3 separate regions of the Sus scrofa genome follow, and regions 1 and 3 are each linked to region 2. A link is a contact called in public Hi-C data. All regions are on one chromosome and are shown on one strand. The core of a region is the stretch at or near the end of the contact, and the rest is flanking DNA. Distances in the headings are between cores, read along the strand shown.

Region 1 (4,478 bases), core at 1,829-4,328, 70 kb after region 2:
GGCACAGTGGGTTAAGGATCTGGTGTTGCCACAAACCGCAGCTTGAACATGATCCCTGGCCCCGGAACTCCATATGCCATGGGGCAGCCCAAAGAAGAAAAGACAAACAAAAAATGTTTCCGGACAGACCCATGTTCTTCCCTGCAACCTCCCGTTCTCCCAGGAGTCTCATCTCAGTAAATGGCACCACCAGCTACTCCAAATTTGCAGTCATCTCTTGCTCTCTTTCTAACCACATCAGTCTGTCTCTGTTGGCAAGTCCTATGGATTGTACTCTTAAAAGACAGCCCCCAACAAGTTTCCTTGCTATTCTGATTTCCTACCATCTTCTCCACACAGCAGCCAGTGTGATTCTTTAAAAAAGTAAGTTGAATGCTTCATTCCACTGGGCTCCACATTTCAGTGACTCCCTCTTACTCAAAATAAAAGCCAGAGTCCTTAAAAGAGCTGGTGGTGCGCTGCAGGATCTGCGGGTGGCTGCCTCTCCATCCTCACCCTCTGCTATCTTCTCACTCACTGCACCCCATCACTGACACACATCTACAGTTCTGCAAACAGGCTTTTCTGGCCTTTCCCCTCTGATGCTCTCTTCGCTTGGGACACCCTTTCCTGGATCCTTACATGGACCAATCCCTCATTCAAATGCTACCCCCTCAAAGAGGCTTCCCCTGAGGCACCTGTTACTCTCTTTCTCCTTACCCTGATGACTTTCTAATAGCACTTGATGTAGCATAGTGTAGTTCATTTCTAAAAACATCTGTCTGTTTCTCCTACTAGAATGCTAATTTTTTTTGTTTGTTTGTTTTAGCTCATGTGGCATGCAGAAGTTCCTGGTCCAGGGATTGAACCTGTACAACAGTAGCAACTCAAGCTTTTGCAGTCACAATACCAGATCCTTAACCTGCTGCACCACAAGGGAACTCTAAATGTTAACCTCCTTAGAAACAGGGATTTTATTTTGTTAATCAGTGTTCCTAGCATCAAAGTAGTCCTTGGCACATGATAGACATCAATAAATACTTATTTAATGAACAAATCAATAGTTTTCATGCATATTTAAAATAACATAGTCAAAGGGTACAAATTTGCAACTAGATGATGAATACATTCTGGAACATAGAGATTGTTGTCAGTAATACTGTGTTATATATTTCAAAGTTGCTCAGAGAATAGACTTAAATGCTCTTATCATAAAAAAATGAAATGATAATTATGGAACATGAGAGAGGTATAAGCTAATGCAATATACAAATGTATCAAGTCAACACATTTTACACCTTAAAATCACACAATGTTTGATATTTTTCTTTCTTTCCTTTTCTTCTTCTCTGTTATTATTATTTTTGCTTTTTAGGGCCACACCTGCAACATATAGAGGTTCCCAGGCTAGGGGTTGAATCAGAGCTGTAGCTGCCGGCCTATGCCACAGCCACAGCAATGCAGGATCCAAGCCGCGTCTGTGACTTACACCGCAGCTCACAGCAATGCCGTATCCTTAACCCACTGAGCAAGGCCAGGGATCGAACCTGTGTCCTCATGGAGCCTACTCAGATTCGTTTCTGTTGAGCCACGATGGGAACTCCCACAGTATAATCTTTACTTTTCTGGAGTAGTTTTGTGCTGCTGAAGAAGACTGGGTGTAGGCTATTTTTTTTCTTTTTCTTTTTTTTCATGACCACACCTACGGCATATGAAAGTTCCCAATCTAGGGTTGAATTGGAGCTGCAGCTGAGCCTGTGCCACAGCCACAGCAACACTAGATCCTTAACCCACTGAACAAGGCCAGGGATCCAACCTGCAACCTCATAGACACTATATCAGGTTCTTAACCCACTGAACTACAACGAGAACTCTCTGAGTGTAGACTTATATGTCAGCTTGGCATCATATAGAGTGTGCAGTGCTCCTTAAAAAAACTTTGACAAGATTTTTGCAGCCGAAGATGTGAGTTAGTACAATAATGCATATACATATATGTTCACAACTTATTTACAATCATGCTTTGGTGCTTTGAAAGGCTTCTTCAAGTTTTCATGCCATGTGCAAGAGTATAAATCTTACTGTCTAGTTGATTCACTTGCAGTCCCTCCCTCAGAGTTTAATGGATGCCATATTTTCAAACTGAGGCAGTCTTTCTGCTCTGGACACCAGATCTTCCAAAACAACACTGCTGGTGTGAGAGAAGCACTAAGAGAAAGGAAGCACAGGAGAGGATGGGGAGAAGGAGAAAGAGGTTCTTGCAGTAAATAGTCAGCATTTGAAAGGGAGAATATGTGGTGAAAGAAAAGGCATATTTTAACAGGAATTAAAAAATAAAACTTCAGGAGAGTTCCCACTGTGGCACAGTGGGTCAGTAATCCAGATTGTCTCTGTGGAGGGGCTGGTTCAATACCTGGCCCAGAGCAGGGGTTTAAGGATCCAGCATTGCTGCAGCTGCAGTGTAGTTCAGCAGTTCTGGCTCATATTTTATCTCTGGCCTGGGAACTTCCACATACCACAGGGGCAGCTAAAAATGGAAGAACAAACGAACAAACAAACCCCCCAAAACTTTAGGAAAAAAAATTGACGTGGGCATGATCTCTTTAAAGGATGAAAAATGAGGAAGTTATAGGGCAGCCCTGATCTGTTCCTATTGTTAACCCCCAGGTGGTGCTGTTGGAGAAGAAAAGCTGATTCCCTCTGGAAGTAGGCAGGCCACCAGGAGATTGCATACCATGGGCCTTTAACACAGAACCGACTTCGACCTGCTAGTGCTGGATTCCAGTCCCTTCCAAAGACTCCCTTGGCTTTACTTTTTAGTATGAAACAGAGAGCGTCGCATTTGTGTCATGAATAAGTCTGCCCATACGTGGGGTCCTGGAATTCCTTCTCTCTCTCTCTCTCTTTTTTTCTCTTTTGTTCTTAACTCCTTTCTCCCTTCTCCTGCAGGTGCATCTCCGGGCTACCATTCCCTCAGGGTGCATCCCTGCCACCAGCTCTTGGTAGCTCTTAATCCTCTGGGCACCATACCGATTCCACTGGGCTATTCCTCTGCCCCTGCCAAGGGAGAGAAAGCTGGGGAAGTACTCATTAACAGAAAACCTTTGATATATTTACCCTCTGTGTTCTGCCTCTGCTAAGCACACAATCAGAGGGAGCGGCCTCAGGTTGAAGCAAGTTTGTCTGTTAATTTCCTGGAGTCAGTGCTGCTTTCATGCTGGGTGGCTCTTAACTGGTGCTTCTATAAAGGTCGTCCTTTCCAGTGTTTCCTATCAATGGCAGAGTCTTAGCTGTGAGTTGTTCTCCTTCTATGCAAAAGGGATGGACTAGATGTGGGCCGGGGGTGGTGGGGGCGGGGGGAAGGGTCTTACAGCAGTGCTCAGGGTCTGTTAGCAGGTATCAGAATTACTTATTAAAATCTTTTTTCTCAGAGTTCCCTGGTGGCCTAGTGATTAAGGATCCAGCATTGTCACTGATGTGTAAAAAAAAGAAAAGTTTTCTAGAGGTATCTGTGTTTGTACACATGGTCCTTTTCTTTGGCACCATCTCCCTCTTGGTAGAGTTAGATCACTTTCTTTTTTTTGGGTCCTTTCCCGCAGCATATGGAAGTTCCCAGGCTAGGGGTAGAATCAGAACTGCAGCCACTGGCCTTAGTCCACAGCCACAGCAATTCAGGATCTGAGCCATGTCTGTGACCTACACCATAGCTCACCACAATGCCAGATCCTTGATCCGCTGAGCGAGGCCAGGGATCAAATCTGCAATCTCATGAATACTAGTCGGGTTTGTTACTGTTGAGCCACAACCGGAACTCTAGAGACCATTCTTTCTTCAGTCCTCATTCTCTGTTGAATCAAGACCTCATTCCTGCCTTTGAGGCTCAAAGACTTCATTAAAGGCACTAACTCCTTGCTCACTTAGCTTTCTTCCCTCAGATCCCCTGTAGATCCATCTACCACACACATGCCTCCTCTCCTCTGGGGCCATTCTTCCAATTAGGGGAATTCAGAACCCAAAAAATTCACAAAAGTGTTCACCAAAAATTAAGGGAGCATAATTAGGATTTTTCTAGAGAAATCAGGTTCTTGCTTTCTCATCTAAGAGAAAAGTGGATTTTTTTTTTTCTTTAGCTTTTCTAGGAAAGGTAAAGGCTTTTGGAAAATCTTCAGGGTTTCTGGCCCTCCCCTCCCATATTGAATCATCCGGGGCCAATCTGAATACTTCATTCTGCACATTTTCAGATCTGAGGTTAAGGATAGTGGTCACAGAGGAGTACTCTTTCTCATCAGCAGGAAGGAGGAGTAAGTGCAAAGACTTGTGAGCCTTGGCTCTTGCTAATCTCAGGTCTCTTGCTAATCCACACAAAATGAGCATAATATTGACATAGTGAGTTTGCTGTGCATCTTAGACAAGAAGAGCTTAAAGGAATTATCACAGAGAAACTCAAGAAATCTTAGTGTTGGAATGAACACCATCTGTCAGCCAGGGCGATGGAAGAA
Region 2 (4,922 bases), core at 1,769-4,268:
ATTTAACAGTTTTTTTGTCAGCCCTCGCAGCATCTGACCATGCTAATCACCACCCATCCTTCTGCCAGCCTACATACTGCTATTCCACTCTGGTTCCTTTCATACTCTAGGGCTGACTCCTGTTTCTTTCATTCCTTTTCACTTGCACCGTTTTTGCTCCCGTGTGTACCTCCTCGAAAATCAATCCTAAATATTGCACTTCCGACCCATTCCTTTAAATTACTTTCATGATTTCCATACCACATTTATGTGAAAGGCTTATGCGTTAAAAATTTATTTTTTGTCTTTTTAGGGCCACATCTGCAGCATATGGAAGTTCCCAGGCTAGGGATCAAATCAGAGCTATAGCCACTGGCCTACGCCACAGCCACAGCACCATCAGATCCGAGGCGTATCTGCAACCTACACCACAGTTCATGGCAATGCCAGATCCTTAAACCGCTGAGGGGGCCAGGGATCGAACCTGTGTCCTCATGGATGCTAGTCAGGTTCATTTCCACTGAGCCACGATGGGAACTCTCAAAACTTTAGATATTCTCTGTCCTGTAGCTAAACACACAACTAAGCCTTTAAATTCTTTCTCAGAAACATCTCAAATCTATTCTTAATGCATGAAAAGAACAATTTAAATAATTTTAATAGTTAAGATTTACTGGAGTTCCCGTCGTGGCGCCGTGGTTAACGAATCCGACTAGGAACCATGAGGTTGCGGGTGCGATCCCTGCCCTTGCTCAGTGGGATAACAATCTGGAGTTGCCATGAGCTGTGGTGTAGGCTGCAGACGCGGCTTGGATCCTGCATTGCTGTGGCTCTGGCGTAGGCCTGCAGCTACAGCTCCGATTCGACCCCTAGCCTGGGAAGCTCCATATGCCACGGGAGCGGCCCAAGAAATAGCTAAAAAAAAAAAAAAAAAAAGATTAATTGAGCTTTTACTACATACACAAGCACTATCCTAACATTTTATGTGCTTTAACTAGTTTACTCCTAACAATACCACTTTGTAGGAGGTACTGCTTTACCTTCATTTTACATTAAAAAAAAAAAACTGATACAAAGAAAAATTAATTTGGCCATTGTTACACTGTTAGTAATCAAGGAATGCCAAGATTCAAATCTAGGCAGACTAGATCGAGGGCTCTCACTATGTGACACAGCCTCTCATATACAAATGAAAATGCAATACAAAAATATGATTTAGTACTGCCTCGTTCAGGGCTGGGTTACTGCTTTAGTCCCTAGGTCTATTTGGTTAGACTATGTCTTGGGACAAACTATACCCATGGACCAAATCAGGTCAGGTACCCACTTTAGTAAATGAAGTTTTATTAGAACACAGCTATGTCCATTGGATTACATATTGTAGGGGCAGCTTTCCTGCTACAACTGTGGACTGCAGAGCCTGAAAGATTTACTTTTTGGTCCTTTTCAGAAAGATTGTTAACTCCTGGCTTAAGCCATATGCATTTAAGTCTATATTGCATAGTGGTAGGAAATGAACCATCCCAGTATTAAAATCCTCCAAAGGGAGTTCCCACTGTTGCACAATGGGATCTGAGGCTTCTTGAGATCAGATCTGAACCAAGCCTGGGGATGAAGGTTCTATCCCCAATCCAGCATAGAGAGTTAAGGATTTGGTGTTGTGGCAGCTGCAGCTTAGGTGGCAACTGCGACTTGGATCTGATCCCTGGCCTGGGAACTCCATATGCCTCTGGGAGGCCAAAAAATAAAATAAAATAAAATAAAATCCTCCAATGGTTCTTCCAAACCACAAGAAGCAATATGCTTTGTCCTGGCTCTAGCATAAATCTGTCAAAGGTATCCCCTGCTCCTTCTCTATATCCACCTGGCCTAGTGCACTAATTATTCTTTGAAAACACTTTGCATGTTCTCCCTTTCTTTCTTTTGCTCACATCCTCTCTATTGACTGAAATGTATACTCTCCTTCAATGGTCAGCCTCAGGAAACTATTTAACAGAGACAGCAACCCCAATAGTGCTTTTGAACCCCCACAGCATTCTAATTAAAAAAAAAAAAGTGAACTGAGTAGAAAACACATGATCATTAAAGAAGCATAAAATACACATAATAAATCATCCCCAAATTAAATAATCCAAAATCCTTCCGATAAGTATCCAAGATCCAACCACTCACCTAGTATTCTTTAATACTACTAGCCAAGTGTGGTCAGAACTGATAATACTACATGTGAAATATACACAAACACAAGAAACATAATGGAAGGTGCTGTTACCAGCAGAATACAAGTAGGATCACAAGAGGGAAAGATCTAGTAGAGTTGGTGACTGGAGGAAATTTCCTGGAGAAGGTGATAGCCTATTTGGTGAGATTTGAGATTTTCTCTGACAACCACTTAGAAAATGATGACATGAGAAAAACCCCCTGTGGCTCAGCCACAACCCACCCGACTACTATCCATGAGGACACGAGTTCAATCCCTGGCCCTGCTCCGTGGGTTAAGGATCCAGTCTTGCCTTGAGCTGTGGCGTAGGTTGCAGGTGTAGCTCGGATCCCCTATTGCTGTGGTGTAGGCCAGCAGTTGCAGCTTCAGTTTCAGCGCCTAGCCTGGGAACTTCCATATGCTGCAGGTGAAGCGCTAAGACAAAAAAAAAAAAAACAGAGAAAACAACCAGACAACCAAAAACTAGTACCCTGCCATGGGCCGAAGGCCCAGCAGGCACGGGGATTCAGGTCTGGGCCTGCAGGCCTGGCCCAGAAGGGCTGCCTGAGCCATCCAGCGGCAGAACCAAGCGACCAAATCACAGCAGCCAAGCCAATCCTGTCCTAACACCCGGAAACCTCCTGCCAGCCCGCTGGAAAATTTCTTTATTAAACTCTCACCAGACTTCCGAAAGCCTCGTGCGGCTGCTCAAGCTCCAAGTGACGCCAACTGCCTGCGCCCGCATCCTGGAAGTTCCGGGGGAGGGAGCCAGTCAAAAGTCCTCATAGCGGTCGTAGTTCCGCCCACCGGGCAACGCCCCGCCCACAGAGCGGAATCCGGGGCCCTGAGATCATCCTTACGCGGAGATAAGCCCCACCCACCGACCTAGCCCCACCCACCGACCGGAGTACAACTCTCCAAGCTCAGCCCATACCCGGAGCGAAGCCCCGCCACCTGGTAAGCTTGGAGCGAAACCCCGCAGTAGGCGTGGTTCCGCCCACCAGCTGGTTCCCACCCCCCTTACGTAGTCCCGCCCACAGAGCCAACCCTGCCGCGGAGCATTCTCTCTTGAATGTCCCAAAGCCTCGCGGGTAGAGCGAGTTCCACCCGCCATGGGAAGTCCTGACCCATTAACATCACTTGCCTTGTGCTGAGCTGAGGACCTCTACTCGGCTGGAACCAAGCGTCGAATTCTCCGAGTGGGTAAATAGAAACCACCCAGGGTGTCTGAGTCTTCCGACCCACGGAGACTATAAGACCATAACCCTGGTAGTCTGTCCTCAGCGGTTTACTGCTAGCTGGTTCTGCCCACCCTCCCAGGAGGTGGCGCTGCGCACCTCTGGGTGGCGCCCAGGGCTTGATTGGGATCTAGAGCTACAATCTCCAAACGGAGAGTCTGTAAAGAGCAAAAAGTTGAAATACTTTTCTCACTGAAGTTTTCTTGCTTTAAAAAGATATGTGTGTATATATATATATATATTTGGTCTTTTAAGGCCGCACCCGCGGCATATGGAAGTTCCCATGCTAGGGGTCAAATCAGAGCTACAGCTCCAGCCTTAGGTGCATCTGCGATCTACTCTGCAGCTTGTGGCAACTGCGGGATCCTTAACCCAATGATCAAGGCCAGGGATGGAACCCCCATCCTCCTGGAGACTATGTCAGGTTCTTAGCCCCCTGAGCCACAACTGGAACTCCTGACATTTTTATATCACTTTTGTAACGTGCTTGAGTTTTGCTCATAGTATCAAAATAAGGCCAGAATACCACTCTCCTTTTGCAAGTGAGAATACTAAGGCTCAGCGTCTAAGCCATTTTCGGGTATCCACACAGCTAGTAACTGACAAAGCCAAACCAAAATCCATGTGGTCTAGCCCTCGGTTAAGTCCTCTTCCCGCCAAGTCAGTCGCCTGCTTGTAGACCGATGAGCCACTTTTACAGTAAATCATTTTATTTATATCAATCACAAAAAGTTAGGGAATACATTAAGGAATGAGGAATAATTACTTGTCAATGTATTTTTATTAAAATTTTGTATTTTTTCCTAAAGACTGATTTTTAAAAACACCTTAAAGTTCTGGTATAAAATGCCCCTAATGCATGGGGGCAGGACCAAAACAACACCAAAGCGACCGAAAAGCATTAGATTCTTTCACAAGGCTAGAGTTATCCACAAATACTGAAGCAAATAAAGCATGTATTATGATTCCGTGAATGTGAAGTTGTTGATATATATGCAGAAGACAAATAGTTGCAATGGAATGACATTATAGTGTCTATGAAAACTTATGGACCTAGCTTTAATCTTGAATAGTTGAGATAGAAATACACACTAGGAAATAACATGGTTGTACAGGCAAGAGCAGTGACATTATATGAGATATGAGTGAGGAGGCATGAATTTTTTTTTTTACTTCTGTCAACAACCAACAGTGTGTTGTGGAAATGTTACTTCATTTCTCTGGGCCTCCCTTTCCCATGTAGATGGCCATTCAGAGAACATTCATTATCTGCTCAGCATTCCTTTCTGGGGAACCACTCTTCTCCCATTAAATGGTCCTGGTTGAGCTAATAAAATTAGTCCTTTTCTGAAGGTTTTCCAACCTGAGCTAATGGAGAATACAGAGTGTTGGTTTTAGGGGAAAAAATCTGAAAAGGCCTTGTAGAAATAAAGCATGGCATAAGCAAGCTGTAAACCCAGAAATGGACTTGCTGTCCTTGTAGGAGTGGAGGTAGACCTGTATGA
Region 3 (4,435 bases), core at 1,589-4,088, 100 kb before region 2:
AAATTGCTGATTTAGAACCCTTAATTTATCTCCTATTTCTCTTATTTGGCAATTTGGCCTGGGTTTAAGTGCTTCTAGTTAAGTGATTCATGCATGTATCTATGTGTCCTTAGCTGGGGTGACTTGTTTCTGCTCTATATAACTTGCTCAAATGGCAGCTCAGGCAGTCTTCCAAAAGAGGGAGCAGAAACATGCAAGATGTCTTGAGGCCTAGCGCTAGATATCTTGGGAATAGCACTAGAATTCCAGTGCATTCTCCTTGCCAAAACAAAAAAGTCACATCTAATCCTAGAATCAAGGAGCCAGTAGAGTTTGTACCTCCACCTCTTGTGGAAGGAGCTGCAAACACATGGCAAAGCATGTGGTTATAAGAAATAGTAACTTTATGGCTAGAGGTTTTCGAATATGATAGGTACAGGTAAACAAAAGGAGACTAATAAGAGTTAAGTCTGGAAATTTCTTCAACATTAGATAAGAAAGTTAGGTTTTTATTTGATGGTTAATGTCAATACAAATAATCAATAAATGATCTACGACATGACAGGTAAAGAGCTTTATTTGAGCCAAACTAAGGACTATAACCTGGGCAATACAGATTCAAGAAGCATTTGAAATATGTTCTGCCAGACTACAAAATGGGAAAGGCTTGTTATATAGGCAAAAACCACAAAATTACATAACATGTGTGTAAGGAATTAGGTTTGGAGCTGGCAAGAAGTATGGGTGGTTATTAAGCAAGGATTGCTTGGGGTCTGAAATGGGTGCATAATTACAAGGGGAGAACTTGAGACCATAATATTGCAGCTAGCAGCTGCTAGCATATATTGTTTTGAAAACCAGTGGTGTCTTTGAGATTGATATAGTTCAGAATATTCAAGTTCTCAAAGACGCAGGAACTTGTTTGAAACCATATCCACAATGGCCACCCAGCTCCATCTTGAATGCCTGAACCAGTTACTCCATTTTGATTTTTAAATGCATTCTTTCCCTTAATGGTTAATGCAGATATACCATGCAGGTGTGACATAAGTTAGGCTATTCTAGTTAGCATAAAGCTAAATCATGTATACATGACTTCTGCATACTGAAACCGTATAAAGGCCCTATCTCCTTGTGTTTTGAAGTAAAAGACTTTCCTTTTAGCCTCCCAGACTTCCCCTCAGTCTCAAATGGCTGACTTCAGAGTTAATGATTAAGGAGTTCCCATCATGACACTGGTTAACGAATCCAACTAGGAACCATGAGGTTGTGGGTTTGATCCCTGGCCTTGCTCAGTGGGTTAAGGATCTGGCGTTGCCGTGAGCTGTGGTGTAGGTCGCAGACGTGTCTTGGATCCCAAGTTGCTCTGACTCTGACATAGGCTGGTGGCTACAGCTTCAATTAGACCCTAGCCTGGGAACCTCCATATGCCGTGGGTACAGCCCTAAAAGGACAAAAGACCCAAAAAAAAAAAAAAAAAAAAAAGAGTTAATGATTAAGAAATATTATTACAGGAGTTCCCGTTGTGGCGCAGTGGTTAACGAATCTGACTAGGAACCATGAGGTTGTAGGTTCGATCCCTGGCCTTGCTCAGTGGGTTAACGATCCAGTGTTGCCGTGAGCTGTGGTGTAGGTCACACGCAGCTCGGATCCTGCGTTGCTGTGGCTCTGGCGTAGGCCGGCAGCTACAGCTCCGATTCGACCCCCAGCCTGGGAACCTCCATATGCTGCGGGAGCGGCCCAAGAAATGGCAAAAAGACAAAAAAAAAAAAAAAGGAAATATTATTACAGCTAAAAACTATTTAAAACACACTCTCCATTATATTATGCCGTGCCTTGGCCCACTAACTTAACTCTAACCATCTTTTCACAAATGATTTCTTCCTTGCTTATTTGCTTTCTTTTCATTGATGATTACTTTCTAGTTAAGAGTTATATTGCCTGTCTAGTGTTTTCTTTTCCTGTGAAACACTCCCTAACGCCCCCTTCCTTTTGTGAGCAGAAAGGTCAAGGTCTGATAACCCCAAAGACCACCAGAAACCATCACCAGACCATCTGACTCCAGCCTTGATGACTCTGAAGTGATCTATTCAGGGAAAAGAAAGCAGGCACCCTGATCCTTATCAATAGCCCTAAACCTTTTTTGAGCTAAACCTATAAAATCCCTTGCTAGCCCTTCTCAAGAAAGAACACAGTTTTGAGGGTATTAGACTACTGGGGCCTCCTTCACCTGGCAAAGCAATAGTGCTGTTCTTTTCGCTTCACCCAAAACTCTTGTCTCCAAGACTTAGCCAGTACCATTGTGCAGAGGCCAAGTTTTGGCTACACAATCTCAATATGTGAAAATTTCTTCCATCACTAATGAGGAACCACTTAAGATTTTAGTTCAGGATAGTGACAGGTCCAGAGTTGAACTATACCTTTCGCCTCCATTTAAAAATATTTCCATGACTCAGAAAGCAATCTAACCAGAAGAGTTCTTGGATCTTACAGTCAAGTCTCTGATCAGTCATCAGTAACTTCCTTTTAGAAAACGTTCCCATTACCTACGAAAATATAAAGTTCGCTTAAATGCTATTCCTCGCACTAGCCCTGTTGCACAGCATATCTTTGTTTCCTGCACTGACCTATGAATGCTTCCAGAACAAGAACAGGTTTCATCTTAGTCCTCATTGCATAGGGAGGTACCTGGCACAAGTAAGGCACCCCATCGTGTTTGTGGAATCAACAGTAGATGCAGTGGCCCATGGGAGAACAACTTATAGATATGTAAAACTATAGGTCTGTAAAAACAAACTGCTGTGACGAAATTACTTTCAAGTCAGTCACCCACAACGCAAAAATGATACCCAACGAGCCACACACAAGACAAAATGCTCTGCTTTACGGCAATTCCCAAGCATCGCGCCCATAGATACCGTAAAAGGAAGGAAAACCTTAGGTGGGGAAGTTCAGGCTTCCGGCTTTGCGACACCGTCAGGGCGGGAAAGTGCCCGCTGTCGGTTAGAGGGCCGTCGCCCCGCCCCCTCTGGCCGGACTTCCGCGCACCTGGGAGGCGTGTTCCGGGCAGTCAGATCCAGCGCTGGGCGCCGGTTAAGACCCCGCTCCCAGTCGCCGGTGCCATGGAGGCGCCGGTGGAGGCGGAAGTCGAGAATGAGGACGGCGACAGCAGCTGCGGGGACTTGTGCTTCATGGACAAAGGCCTGCGGAGGTAAAGGGCGCTCTGCAGCCAGGGGCGGCCCGCGCACCCCGGGCAGCGGGCAGCCTCGGTGGATCGGAGGCGCGGGGCAGCTTAGCAAGATCTCACACAAAGGCGTCTGTCATTCACCCGCCGTTCTCCACCACAACTGCGCTGCTTAAGTCCCAGATACAAATCCAACGAGCCCCCTTTCATTTTCTCCCGGAACTTAAGAGCAGCCTGGAAACTGCCGCACATCCTGATTCCCTACTAGCCTTTGACGGTCCTCTCTTCTTTGCTGGTTCTCTTTTCCTTACTGCTTATTATTTCTTTGCTTGCCCTGTAATTTTAGGTCTTCTAGGGTTCTGTCTTCTCTTTCCTCTGCTCCTTCTTCTACCTTGACAAAAAGTGGCAGCGTGGTAGTCGTGAAGCAAGAGTTTACTCCTCTTCATTAGCTTTGCTTGGATTTTCTTTACTCCCATTTTTATATCATCTTTGCAGAGCACTGTGATACATACATTCTTATACTTTTTGAAAATACTAAACACATCACATTTATTTCCCTCTTTGGTGCAGCCCAGATTTATGCAGTGTCATATTAGGCTTTTGGTTCTGTGTTGCTGATTGGTTCCAGTCTTACCTCTTACTGTATCTCCAGTTATACCCTGTGATCAGCCATACTAAGCTACAGGCAGGCAGTTCCACAGGCTTGTCTGTGACTTTCCACACACTGTTCCTTTATTGAGGCCCTTGCTGATAATTAAAGCTTATTGTTCTGGATCCTCATCTAAAGTTCCCCGGAAAAACCCCAGGAAGGTGTTTTTCAAAGGAATATTTACATTTATATTTAATAATAGCTAGCATTTACTGAATGCCATCTACATGTGCATGTGACATATATTATCACCAACCCTCGCAGCAGTTTTGCAAGGTAATAATTTTACAAGGGATAATTCTGAGACTCAGAGGATCTTTATAAGTTTCCCAACTTCATGCAGCTGGTGGATTAAATTTGAATTCAAAACTGCTTCTGTCTAATTTCATTGTCTGTTTTTCTTGCTGTACTACATTTTCTATGCAATACTAATTTCCAGAAACTGAAATGTTTCATAAAACAAATGCTGTCATTAAGAGTATGTGTTACTAGCATAAGGTCTGGCACTAAATAATAGCTAAAGAAGCTAGGTAACTGGAAAATGTTTCACATTTAGAGATTGCTAGTTTGAAATTTAGAAATGCTTTATCTCTTTTTCTGACAGGGGTTCTTATGACTTTCAG

The links. Hi-C and Micro-C count contacts between places; a contact is called where the count stands out from the background.
Region 1: a Hi-C map of liver shows a contact between it and region 2, with 4 times the contacts expected there. The contact joins the enhancer-like site here to the promoter of LOC100152714 in region 2. A contact is called at or near these places in 6 of 47 Hi-C or Micro-C datasets (embryonic fibroblasts, liver and skeletal muscle) and 2 of 2 datasets of contacts at active chromatin or transcription factors (alveolar macrophages and skeletal muscle).
Region 3: a Hi-C map of liver shows a contact between it and region 2, with 6 times the contacts expected there. The contact joins the promoter of LRRCC1 here to the promoter of LOC100152714 in region 2. A contact is called at or near these places in 6 of 47 Hi-C or Micro-C datasets (heart right ventricle, liver and skeletal muscle) and 2 of 2 datasets of contacts at active chromatin or transcription factors (alveolar macrophages and skeletal muscle).

Annotation. Positions count from the first base shown.
Region 1 is chr4:51,397,086-51,401,563 of Sscrofa11.1, reverse strand. No RefSeq gene overlaps it. Among named protein-coding and RNA genes, the nearest start is that of C4H8orf59, 70 kb to the left of the region's middle. Within about 2 kb of position 3,078, at least 6 of the 83 cell types and tissues checked have an H3K27ac peak or open chromatin away from gene starts, as enhancers often do. A contact at or near this core is called in liver, where this site is marked.
Region 2 is chr4:51,467,067-51,471,988 of Sscrofa11.1, reverse strand. LOC100152714 (carbonic anhydrase 13) reads left to right here and starts at 3,018. Exons shown (of 6, transcript XM_013996643.2): 1 at 3,018-3,136. C4H8orf59 reads right to left here and starts at 2,835. Exons shown (of 4, transcript XM_005662997.3): 1 at 2,493-2,835. The coding sequence starts at 2,597.
Region 3 is chr4:51,569,012-51,573,446 of Sscrofa11.1, reverse strand. LRRCC1 (leucine-rich repeat and coiled-coil domain-containing protein 1) reads left to right here and starts at 2,838. Exons shown (of 18, transcript XM_021089164.1): 1 at 2,838-3,190. The coding sequence starts at 2,853.